Regions from separate parts of the Mus musculus genome. Here region 1 is linked to region 2. The links are chromatin contacts, called in public Hi-C maps. All regions are on one chromosome and are shown on one strand. Each heading gives the region's core, a stretch centred on a gene start, on an enhancer-like site or on the middle of the called end of the contact. The rest is flanking DNA. Distances are from core to core; before and after follow the strand shown. Region 1 has its middle 64 kb from the start of Gm41258. Region 2 has its middle 69 kb from the start of 5430437J10Rik.

Region 1 (2,700 bases), core at 3-2,502, 310 kb after region 2:
TTAAGTTGAAAATCTTCACTCTCATCTACTCCTATTATCCGTAGGTTTGGTCTTCTCATTGTATCCTTGATACCCTGTATGTTTTGAGTTAGGATCTTTTTTCATTTCCATTTTCTTTGATTGTTGTGCCAATGTTCTCTATGGAATCTTCTGCACCTGAGATTCTCTCTTCCCTCTCTTGTATTCTGTTGCTGATGCTCACATCTATGGTTCCTGATTTCTTTCCAAGGTTTTCTATCTCCAGCGTTGCCTCACTTTGGGTTTTCTTTATTGTGTCTACTTCCCTTTTTAGGTCTAGTTTGGTTTTGTTCATTTCTGTCACCTGTTTGGATGTGTTTTCCTGTCTTTCTTGAAGCACTTCTACCTGTTTCTGTGTGTTTTTCAGTTTTTCTTTAAGGACTTTTAGCTCTTTAGCAGTATTCTCCTGTATTTCTTTAAGTGAGTTATTAAAGTTCTTCTTGATGTCCTCTACCATCATCATGAGATATGCTTTTAAATCTGGGTCTAGCTTTTCAGGTGTGTTTGGGTATCCAGGACTGGCTGAGGTGGGAGTGCTGCGTTCTGATGATGGTGAGTGGTTTTGGTTTATTAGTAAGATTTGTATGTTTGACTTTCGCCATCTGGTAATCTCTGGAGTAACTTGGTATAGTTGTCTGCTTAGAGCTTGTTCCTTTTTTGATTCTGTTAGCCTCTGTCAGCAGACCTGGGAGACTAGTTCTCTCCTGAGTTTCAGTGGTTAGAGCGCTCTTTGCGGGCAAGCTCTCCTCTTGCAGGGAAGGTGCACAGATATCTGGTATTTGGACCTGCCTCCTGACGGAATATGAAGGCCCGAAACTGTTTCTGCCTCAGAAGCTGTGTGGCTTCTCCCTGTCCCAGAAGCTGTTAGCTTCTCTAGTCCACACTCTCACCTGTGTAGACTACTCTCAGAGAGATCTGGGAACCAAGATGTGTCTCCAGGTGCTCTGGCAAAGCCTTCCCAGGTGGGGCAGACACCTCTCCTCTGGTAGTGAAGATGTCCGATGTCTGGAGCCTGAAATGGGGTCTGCTTCAGAAGCTGTGTGGCTTCTACCTTTCCCAGAGGCTGTGTAGCTTCTGTAGTCCAAACTCTCACCTGTGCAGACTAGTCTCAGAGGGATCCGGGAACCAAGATGGCTCCCCCAGGTGCTCTGGCAAAGCCCTCCTGGGTGGGGCGGACACCTCTCCTCTGGCAGGGGAGGTGCCCGGATGTCTGGAGCTCGAAACGGGGTCTGCCTCTGAAGCTGTCCTGTAGGATGACCCGGTGCCTGTGCCGACTGGAAGGGACTTGTAACCCTGGTCAGGCTGGGTTTTCTCCTTCACTAATGCTGTCTCAGGTCCCACACAATTGGAATGGAACAGAAGTTGTGTTCTACTAACAAGAGGTTCTAAGATCTCTTGGAGAGTTCTCTAGGGACCTTGGGGGTGTCTTCTGACTCCGTGCCTGGGTGACCCTGTGCTGGTGCTGACCATAAGGAACTTGTGACCCTGGTCAGGCCGGTTTTTCTGCTTCCCTAATGCTGTCTCAGGTCCTGCACGACTGGATTGGAACAGAAGTTGAGTTTCACTCTCCAGAGGTCCTAAGATCTCGTGAGAGTCCTCTAGGGACCTTGGGGGTGTCCGCCAACTCCGCCCCAAGGTAGCCCAGTGCTGGTGTCGACCAGGAGGGATCTTGCAGTGTTTTATAATTTGTCCTGAACAATGGCATCCCAGAGTGAGGAAATGTTGATTAAGTTCTGACAGTATAACAATAGCAAACACTTAGAGTGAGTATTATTCCCCATTTAAAACAAGTCCCCAAGAATAGCTGGACATTTCTGACCGATCTTTAATAAAAGTGAGTCAACTAACTTAAAGGCATTCAGGTCCAAGAACGCAGTGGATTTCGACAGGTGCCTAAGCAGGCAACATATATCAGTCAACAAAGAAATTATCTAGAGTAATTGAGCAGAAGTTTTATAAGTTGATAAACGTTGAATGTGAGCTTATGTGGCCAAGTAAAACCCTTGTACTTCATAGCAAAAGGAAATCATACTCAGACGTTCACCCACTTCCACAAAAGATCATGGGCTTTGCAGACAGTGTAGAGCAAATCTCTATTAGTTCATTTGTGTTGTCATGACAACAAGGCAGAATAATTTATAGAGAACAATTAAGTAAACTGAAAAAGGAAAATTTGCCTTTTAAAGAAAATCTGTCTCTACAGCACCATTTCTTACATCAAATCATATATCTCAGCTTATTTAATGGCAGTCCTTGTGGCTCAAATTGTAGGCTTTGACATGAGATAAACAATTTGACTTTCCCCTCCTAGATCTTTGAAACTTTCTTTACAGATTATACTTTTTCTCATATGGTCTGCAGGTCATGTCTGGTGATTTCTGAGAATGTATGCAGTATTCCATAAGTTCAATATGTTGGAAACATACATTGCTTATGTGTTGATTTCTAAAGAGCAAATCAGCTCCGTGCTGCTTTGTCACTGCTGTTTATCTGTAAGTCATTGACATGCAATGGCTAAACAATTCTGGAGAAGTCACACTTATCACCAATTATATTGCATTCTATTGCTTCATAGCTCATGCAGATCTGCCACTCTCTTGCTACATAATTATTTAATGGCAAGTAGTTGAAAAAATTAAATTGCAAGGGTATGAAAGAACTGGAAAAGATTCAACTGTAAGA
Region 2 (2,700 bases), core at 131-2,630:
GATCCTGGATGGTTTTGTTCCTTTCCTTGGCCTGTTTGATTGTGTTTTCCTGTAACTCTTTAAGGGATTTTTGTGTTTCCTCTTTAAGGGCTTCTAGCTATTTACCTGTGTTCTCCTGTATTTCTTTAAGGGAGTTATTTATGCCCTTCTTAATGTCCTCTATCATCATCATGAGAAGTTATTTTAGATCTGAATCTTGCTTTTCCAGTGTGTTCGGGTATCCAGGACTTGCTATGGTGAGAATATTGGGTTCTGATGATGCCAGGTAACCTTGGTTTCTGTTCCTTATCTTTTTATGCTTGCCTCCCACCATCTGGTTATCTCCAGTGCTACCTGTCCTGGCTATGTCTGACTGGAGCCTGTCCTTTCTGAGATCCTGATTGTGTCAGAACTCCTCCAAGTCAAGCTGTCTCTGTGATTCTGTGATCCTGAGATCCTGGGTATGTCCGAGTTTCTGGGAGTCAAGCTGCCTTTGGGACCTTGAGATTCTGGTGTGACCAAGCTCCTGGGGACCTGTGATCTTCTGATCCTGGTGTGTTAGAGCGCCTTGGAGTGGAGCTACCTCCAGGTGTTGTGGGTCTGGCTGCGGACTTTGTGCCTGTGGTCTGCTCAGGGTGCTGGCCAAGACAGACCAGAAGGAGTGCAAACCTCAAAACCTCAGCTGGATCTCTGAAATTCACATACAAGTAGAGAAGTGACTCAACATGTACCAAGGTTTGGGGCTTTAGTGGTCTCATGCCCTGTGGACTACTGGCTTAGTGTCTGTCTCAATTAGGGTTACTATTGCTGTGATGAAACATGATGAGCAAAAGCAACGTGGGGAGGAAAGGGATTATTTCACTCACAGTTCCATAAAAAAAGCAGTGAGGGCAGAAACTGATGCATGTACCTGGAGGCAGGAGCTGATGCAGAGAACATGGAGGAGCGCTGATTCCTGGTTTGCCCATCATGACTTTTTTTCCCGCCATTAATTTATTTATTTGTTCACTTTAAATGTGGATCCCTGCCCCACACCTCTGGTCCCTCCATCCCAAGTCCTTTCTCTCTCCTCTTTCCCCTTCTCCTCTGAGAAGGTGGAGATATCCTGAGTAACCTTCCATCCTGACATATCAAGTCTCTACAGGCTCAGTCTGCTTTTTAATAGAACCTCGGACCCCCAGCCTAGAGTGGCACCAAGCAAAATGGATTGGGCCCTCCCCTATCCATCATTTATTAAGAAAATGCCTTACAGGCTTGCTACAGCCTTATCTTATGGAGACATTTTCTTAATTGAAGTTCTCTCCTCTCAGTGACTTTAGTTTGTGTCAAGCTGACATAAAACTGTCCAGCACAGTGTCCACACTGGGGCTCAGGATCAGTCAACTCTGTTCTTTGTGTGTCTACTCTGGGTCAATGTCCCCATGAACTTGGAGAAAATATTGCGCTGTCAGAAAGTAAAAGCACCCAAGCCTTTATTTAGTGTGCTGTTTGTGTTTCACAATAAATATTTATTACTTTAGAGAAAAGAAGTTTCTTTGTGTGTGGTATCCCTTCTTCCGGGAAAAAAAATGTTGAGATAAAAGGATATTTATTGGTTCTCACTGTTTATTTATTCTGAAAAGGAAAACAACCTCCCTATCTGGTAATAGTGACAGAACAGAGCCAAGGGTGTAGTGAGGTGATGACCACTTAGCCTGTGTCAGCGACACAATTCTTCAACACAACCTTGCCTTCACATGAGCACATAGCTACTCTGCTTTCGATTGTTCAAGTTTATGGCGCATCTCTCTTCTAGACCGTATGATCCTAGGAAGGTCACATCTGCTCTGAGCCACAGGCTCTCCATTTAAAACATACTAATTGGAGTTGTGACCTCCTGTGATTTTTCACGTACAATTACTGTAATTACCATCTTCTAAAGCCTTGAGCCTATTTTGGGGCGTGGGATGGGGAGTATATAAAAATCCCTTGAAATGCTTGAAGTATAAACAAAATTCCCCATGTTCCATGTGCTGTATAAGAGCAGATGGTGTTGAGATGGGCGCTTCTCTCTTAGCAGTGATCTTGGGAGGTCTGCTCTTCACTCATGGGACCCTCTGGACTGCAGAGCAGGGTTCTGCTATTGAGCAAAGGGATCTTCACTTCTTTCCTGTTTGTGCTTCTCTTCTAGTCTCTGTGTTATTTGCTCCTCCTTTTTTTTTTTTTTTTTGTCTTGTATCAACCTCTGAGCTTTGTGACTCTGCTTGGATCACTTATACTTCCATAATGTAATACCTACAGATTTATAATACACAGAAATGTATTTATCTGACTCATAGTTATGAAAATGTGTTGCTGGCATCTGGTGAGGGTCTTTGGCTACACCCCAACATGGTGCAATGCACCACTGCAGAGGCTGGGAGATGACATGACAGCAAGCTCATTAAAAACCCACTTCTTATGACAATGGCATCAGTTCTGAGTTCTCTCAGTTGTCTAGTCATCTCTTTTTTACTAGATATTTTCTTTATTAACATTTCAAATGTTATCCCCTTTTCAATTTTCCCCCCAGCCCCCCTATTCATCCCCCTCCCTCTGTTTCTATGAGGGTGCTCCCCCACCCACCCATCTACTCCTGCCTCCCTGCCCTGGCATTTCCCTACACTGGGGCATTGAGCCTCCACAGGACCAAGGACCTCTCCTCCCATTAATGCCTGACAAGGCCATCCTCTGCTACATATG

Evidence for each region. Hi-C and Micro-C count contacts between places; a contact is called where the count stands out from the background.
Region 1: a Hi-C map of uterus shows a contact between it and region 2, with 7 times the contacts expected there. The contact joins two enhancer-like sites.

The regions. Positions count from the first base shown.
Region 1 is chr15:5,736,794-5,739,493 of GRCm38.p6, forward strand. No RefSeq gene overlaps it. Among named protein-coding and RNA genes, the nearest start is that of Gm41258, 64 kb to the left of the region's middle. Within about 2 kb of position 1,253, at least 2 of the 459 cell types and tissues checked have an H3K27ac peak or open chromatin away from gene starts, as enhancers often do. A contact at or near this core is called in uterus, where this site is marked.
Region 2 is chr15:5,426,156-5,428,855 of GRCm38.p6, forward strand. It overlaps the pseudogene Gm46496. Among named protein-coding and RNA genes, the nearest start is that of 5430437J10Rik, 69 kb to the right of the region's middle. Within about 2 kb of position 1,381, at least 6 of the 459 cell types and tissues checked have an H3K27ac peak or open chromatin away from gene starts, as enhancers often do. A contact at or near this core is called in uterus, where this site is marked.